2 separate regions of the Zea mays genome follow, and region 1 is linked to region 2. Evidence: chromatin contacts called from public Hi-C data. All regions are on one chromosome and are shown on one strand. Each heading gives the region's core, a stretch centred on a gene start, on an enhancer-like site or on the middle of the called end of the contact. The rest is flanking DNA. Distances are from core to core; before and after follow the strand shown.

Evidence for each region. Hi-C and Micro-C count contacts between places; a contact is called where the count stands out from the background.
Region 1: a Hi-C map of ear shows a contact between it and region 2, with 2.0 times the contacts expected there. The contact joins the promoter of LOC100278683 here to the promoter of LOC100283636 in region 2. A contact is called at or near these places in 4 of 25 Hi-C or Micro-C datasets (ear, leaf, seedling and 1 more).

The regions. Positions count from the first base shown.
Region 1 is chr10:113,256,729-113,260,105 of Zm-B73-REFERENCE-NAM-5.0, reverse strand. LOC100278683 reads right to left here and starts at 1,577. Exons shown (of 11, transcript NM_001371665.1): 1 at 1,336-1,577; 2 at 323-395; 3 at 144-221. The coding sequence starts at 1,455.
Region 2 is chr10:112,688,361-112,692,166 of Zm-B73-REFERENCE-NAM-5.0, reverse strand. It overlaps LOC100283636 (ATGP4), which reads left to right and starts at 1,860. Exons shown (of 3, transcript NM_001374041.1): 1 at 1,860-2,310. The coding sequence starts at 2,121.

The sequences.
Region 1 (3,377 bases), core at 328-2,827, 570 kb before region 2:
ACCGCTCAAGAAAGAAATGGATATGCTGAAAAATAGTATAGTTGGCTCTAAAACACGAAAACCAATTTGCTAAAGACACTCGTAAGAATAATTTCAAACCACAAATTTCCATCTCATACATACAGATCCACGAAATCACTCACCACTTTCATCATCATCATAATTCAATGCAGCTTTTTCAAGCAAGCAAGTTCCCATTTCACCCATGGCTTCCGCAAACTCTGTATAAATAGATTACATGTGACTGTAAGAACGACAGATGAAATATCTGATGTGAAGATAGGGACAGTTTTATTTCATTAGAAGTAAAAATAGCAATCACCATATACACTATTTGTCGTTGCGGCTGCAGCTGAAAGCAAGCTATCGTAACAGTTCCTCATATCTTCCATTTCCTGCAAAGTACAATTCCATGTTTGTTGCAAAAGGTGGGTTAAATTTTTTTAATTTCCACTAGAGGGCAGTTGTGGCCCCAAATCTTTTCTTCCTATTACAGTTCACATGAGAAAGTGAATGACTTGTGAATTTGTCTGAAAATTTAAATCATGGATCAGCTTATAGTCCTGTCAAACTTGTACCATATAATAAACTTCAATCACTATCCAACATCACATTCATGTCTGAACAGCTTTCACCATAATTTATCCATTAAGATGCAGTCAAGTAAAGACAGGAACTGTTCATTGTATCTGAGACGGAAATGCTGAAAAAAAAGACTCAATTCCCCTGAATTTCAGAAAACGTATTTCCACTGGTATTGAATATAATAACGCCCAGCAGGCAATGCTAGGTTAAACAAATGATCAGTTCCTCTCATGACGACTTTGAATTGCTGACTGTAGACGAGTTCTAGATAGCTACTTTCTGCGACCCAAGCTTCCTACCGTGGACTTTGACCAGGAAGAAACAGGCCACAAAATGAATACTATGTGCTTCTGGACTCCAAATCTCTAGTGGCCACAATAATACATGAAAGCGATCAAATCCACACATTTCACTGATCATATCCAAATAATGTATGAACAGATTACTAAGTAGAATTCCCAGTCTAAAAGAAAAAGCGCAAAACTATATATAAGAAATAAACACGAAAAAGGATTTATAGCTCAGAAAAGAATGTATAGGCGAAGGTCATTCGATCCTAAAAAATCATCGTGCCCCAGGAACAAATCACTGCGGCCAACACAGCCCATGAAAATCAGCGGCATAAGCAAGCGACGGGACAGCGGCTCCTCGACGAGCACACACGATCCGACTTTAACGCGTAACCACACGGCAGAACGAACGGCAATAACCGAGAGGAATGAACAGAGGCGTTCGCGGCGGAGAGGAGACCTGGGCGGCGTAGACGAGCTCGTCGAGCTTGGCGGACGGCGGGCGGTGGTCCTTCCTCTCCCTGTGGTGGTGGTGGTGATGAAGGGCGAAGCCCCGGAACCTGCGCAATGGCGATTTCATCTCCTTCCACCCTGAATCCCCAGACAGGAAACGCAACTTGGAATCGCAGGCCCTTGATGATGATTAGTATGGGGAGAGGGGGAAGGCGAGGCTGGCTTTCTTCGGCTCTTCGCTGCTGCAGCTCTCAGGCTGAATTTGGGACCAAAACTGATGTGGAGAGAGAGTCGGGGAACGGTCAGTCGTCGGAGAGGAGAGTCTTTATGGCGTGATTTTCGGAGAGAGAATACATGGAGTCATTTATTTTGGTCCATGTTTGACCAAACGAAACCAGCATGACCCAAATATATGGCATAAACAAACATAAAAAAGGTAGTTGCATGGCTGCTCCTGCTTAGAACTTTTAAAGGCAAGTTTGAAAGTAAGGGAAGAGAAACCCGAAAAGACAAGGAAGAAAAATCTCCCGAAAAGACAAGGAAGAAAAATCTCTTAGCACTAGTTTGGAAACTCAAATTTCTTTACGATCCCCTTCATTTCTGTCATGAAAAAGATCCACGGGTCTCTGAGGCCCACCGATCGGAGAGATTGTACGGGATAAGAATCTCTGGACTATATGGAATCACCGACTAGCAGGGGATAAGGGAACTGTCTACCCTGGAAGTGCTCGCCCCCGGATAAACCCCGAGGCACTAAGCTCGGGGTTAGGCGTGGTGGAGCTAGAGAGGGGGACCGCGCGAACCGAAGGAAAGCCACTCGAGGGGATTCCTTGTCTGGCCTAAGACTGACCAGCCATAAGTGGTCGGCTGCATTAACTATTTCTGGCACCGAGCCGCAGTAGAGAACAGTCACACCCGGATTTAAAGGATAAAGTTGGGTGCGTCTCATATGTGCGCCAAGAAAGAACATCACATATAATGACAAAGTGTATAGAAATAAATGTCATAAATATCATAAATATAATTATTACATAACGAAAGTCTTACAAGGAAATAAATAATGATAAAAACGAACTAAATATTATTTTCTGGCGCCACAGAGCTGACTGGGAGACGCCACCTAAATCAACATGTAAGCTTCATTGTAGGGCGGCTCCTCTTCAACCACCTTCTCTTCACATGTGGAGGGTTTATATATCGCAAGAGTGAGCTCACAAAAGATCATAGCTCAACAAGTTGTGGGGAATAATGTGCATGAACTCACCAAAGGTGGGAATTCATGTGAAGTGTAAGGCTGATCAACAAAATAAAAGTTGAAGGTGAGCATTGCTTTTATAAGTTGGTCAAAATTTTATTAGCAGTTACTAAATGTAAGTGAATACTAAACCATAGCAATAGTAAATTAAAATAATAATAAATCCCAATGCGATGCAAATGATAAATTGAATTTAATTCTATAAGTTAATCATGTGAGTGTCCGAGCCGCTCATGACCGTGAGCACGGCTAGTATACCAGTTTTACACTCTGCAGAGGTTACACATCTTTACCCACAAGTCGTGTTACCCATTTGCCACGGGGTTGATCGGACCCCATACACCTCTACCAAGGAAGCGAGGCAGAGTACCACTACGAGGCCTTTACAAAGTTCCACTAGCTTCAGAAAACCCACTACAGTTTCTAGGAAGCTACAATGCAGGGAACCCTCGCCTGACCGCCATCGCAGCAAAATTAACCCAAGGGCCTCCCCACACTGACCACTCCCATACTGCCCTTGCCCCTATCGGGTAAGGTAGTCCTCCACTAGCTTTCCTAGTTAGTCAGTCAAGGGTGTCCCATACCACCCTTGTGGTAGCACTGTTTTCCGGGTGGTTCTCCATGTTCCCATTAACATAATCATCTTGTCATGAACAGTAAATAATAAACTGATAATAAAAGTGTAATCATGTATAATGTATATCTCCATGCCCAAAACCACATAAAGCAATAGCAGGTACTACCCAAAAATTCAGTGGTAAAACAAGGTATAAAGATAGCCAAACTAGGGTAAC
Region 2 (3,806 bases), core at 611-3,110:
TAAAGCCTCCTCTTTTTCGTCCCTGATCAAGGATGATGCTTCACCTACTTCACCATTGATTGCTCCCCCTTCTTCGACGCCTTGCAAGTTTTGTCTAAAATACATCCTTTATTGTGTGTTTGTCCGTTATCACCTTAACCCTTGTCATGCCTCAATCTTTACCTTGATGCTTATCATGTACCTGCATTTTAAAGCCTCCTCTCCCATTTCAGTTCAAGAGTGTTGTCTTACCCATCCCACTCTTGTTCGTTCCCTTTTCCTCTACCGCGTTGCAAGTCTTGTCTTAACTTGATCCTTTGGTGTGCTTTTGCCTGTTACCTCCCTTACCTTTGTAATCTCTAGATCTTTCCATGATGCTTATCTTATACCTACCTTTTGAAATATCATCTTTCCCATCTCGATTTGAGAATGGTGTTTTACATAGCATGACCTTTGCGTGCTCTCCCTTGTTGGTTACAATCCTTGCTTTAACTCCATCCTTTATTATGCTCATGCCCCTATCTGGCATGTCTTACCATTCCCCTGTCTTTCGATGGCCTTAAAGTAGTTCCCCATTTGTAAGGAAAGACCACCATCTAGTTAACATAAACATGTAGCAACGAGATGTTTGTCGTTGAATGCTTGTGATGTTTGTCTTTGTGTTATGACTGATTTGCTTCTTTGTGATGAGTGTTGATGTGATGTGAGGACGAGGTCAGGTGAGGCGGAGCCAAAGAAGGGGACAGACGAACCGAGAGGAGGCCACTCGAGTGGGTTCCTCGCTTGGCCCAAGACTGACCCGCCATAAATGACCGTCGCATTAACTACTCCTGGCACCGAGCCACTGTAGGAGAGTCAGCCCACGTCCCACTCATGATCTGTGAGCCCCTCGGTCTATGGTGCAATCATGACCTACTGAGCCTAGGCCAGAGTTTGTCGGTCATCTACAGGACTCGCAATACAACGAGCCATGTAGATACCTAGCTTACAGAGGCCAAGGGTCGGCGTGGCGCAAAGGCAGTGATGATGGCATTGGGGCTCCACCAAAAGAAATGGGGAGTGTGCAAATATGACTAAGAGAAGGGAGGTCATGACAACCCCCTTCCAATTGCGACACCTGGCGCGACTACGAGGGGATGATGCATGAAGGAAAAAACTCCTACTTAAATATAGTAGTGATTATTAGTTAATAGAGAACATATCTGATGCACATGGAAGATTGGTGCACATGGTACACATATTAAATCATCACCACTCATTTTATATCTAACTTCTCTAGTTGTTTAATATATTTTGCTAAGGACACCCTCCAACGTGGTGGTGTGTATTGGTCGAAGGTGTTATTTGTAAATTGAATGATCAACTAGAGACGTTAGATCTAAAATGAGTGGTGATGATTTAATATGTGCATCATGTGCACCAATCTTCTATGTGCACCAGATATGTTCTCTAGTTAATAATAGTCACTAGAAGATACTTATGACTTATCTAAGTAATGACTAAGGGTATTACTTAAGATAAAAGATAATCCCATCGTTTGCTATCTTCACCTAAAGTTAGATGTATATTTATTTTACGACATAATAGGAGTCATGCTTACAAATTTAGATAGATATACTATATCCGTTTATAAATATATGACATCATTGATTTTTTTTAAAACTTTAAATAATAACCTTATTTAAAAGATATAATGAATTATAATTTATTTTGTGTGTTCTATTTTACTTTGTTTAAATGTGATTTAAAATTTTATATTGTAAAATAAATATTTTAAATAAGACTAGTGGTATTTTTTTAAAAAAAGCCACCGCCATCGTATATTCACTCACCAACGGTATAAAATCATCTTTCTCGTCGGAATATATCGATCGATACCCGTTCGGCGTTCGCATCAGCTTGTTGCTGCTGCTGAAGGAAAAGACAATTTTCTCCTTACCTCCTGGGCTCAGGCCTCAGGCGCACAGCCTTCTGCTTCTCTTCCTCTCCTCGCGTCCCCCCACCAAACCCTAACCCGAGCACCCAGCCCCTCCTCGCGTCTGCTCGCGCCGGCCTTTGGGGCTCTCACTCTGAGCGGCAGGGACCCGCAGGGCTCCGGTTGTGTCCAGGAAACATCCCAGTTGTTGGCGAGAGACCAAGAAATGGCGGAGAAGGAGGGAGCGAAGGTTGGAGCGGAAGAGATGGAAGAGCGGGAGCAGGAAGGGGAGGCAGAGGAGGTGGAGGTGAAGTTTCGTCTCTTCGATGGCTCTGACATCGGTCCCGTGCGCTGCAACGCCGCCGCCACTACCGTAGCCGCCCTCAAGGATCGCGTCGTCGCCGATTGGCCCAAAGGTCTTAAAAGTTCCGTTTTTTTGAGTTGAGGAACTCTTGTGAGGCGTAATGAGCCGGCCCCGCCCATGCTGTGAAGTCTTGTGATATATACTGCTAAATTTGCTTATATTTTTGTTGCTATTCTTAGTCCCTATGTCTATGTGTCGCAAGGAGGAACATAGGGCTTTAAAGGGAATGAGCTCAGATTTTCTTATTCGTTGCCTTCATTGTTTGGTGCCTGATTTAGGGAAAAGGAAGTGTGCCTCCATTATTAGCAACCACTTCTTTTGTTGAGATTCTAAATGGATTCAATTGAAAATATTCGAGGCATAGCAGAAACGGTATGGAATATGCTGCAGCAAAAAGATAACTAGGAATTGGTTTTTCCCTACCTCTAAGCTTGGTAGATGAATGGAAGATTTGAGCTTAATTAATTGTTTTGTGGCCTAACCTCAGTGTTAAACTATCCTGGTATTTATGATGGCTATACCAACTAGCTTCTCAACCAGTTATACCGATCAGAACATTTTTTTTGGGAGGGGGGAGGGCTTGCTTTGCTGGTCCGCGTTTGAATCCTGGTACAGCTTCTTAAGGCAAAAACCCAGGGGTGTCTCCCCACTGTGGTCCAGTTTTTTTTATGATGATTGTGCCTGAATATACTTATATAACCTATCTAGATGCAACTAGGGATGAAAACAGTTGGAAACGATATTATCTATACGAAAACGATTACCGGTTGGTCGGAATTTTACCCGGTTTCATAATTAGTCTACTTATTAACGACTACAATATGATGTTGACAGAAATTTAAAATTCAAAATTTTTAATACAGTAATTTTCGGAAACAGTATTGTATTTACTGAAACGATACCGTTACGAGGCCCTGATTACGGAATTTTTTGTTTCGGTTTTCATCCCTAGATGCAATCACTAAGAGTCATTAATTTCTATTTATCTGCATCCACGAAGCTACATCATCCGATTTGTTCTAAGCCACATCATATTTGAAGAAATGTCAAACCATATGTTGCCTTTGGTTCAAACATTAATAGTGTAACTTCCTCTTTTTTAAAGAAAAGCAGAAATAATGAGTTGATCTTTAACGATGTCCACAGCGCTATGATTTCAAAAGAAATGTTATCAAATTTTACAGAAAATTTACTTATGATTGGATATTATCCAACTGCATTTGAGATAAAGTTATTAATAATCCACTGAAATAGTACACTTCACTGATTCAACATAGGTAACACTTTTGTGAGCTAGGGTATGCATTTTCACTGGTGTTTACTTCCCCCTGCTCATTTTCCTACCCAGCTGATATGAGGTCTCATCATGCACCTAATTCATCAAAAGTATTTTTGCAGAAATAGTTTCATGACCAGTTTTTGGCTCTTCTGTTCCTCTATTAATTCTGGAGTTAGTTTGTTTGATGCAATAAATTGGTTTACATAAAAAATATTCTAGAGCATATCAGTTATAAGTTTAGTTCTGGGTTTGGTAAACAACCAATTCAT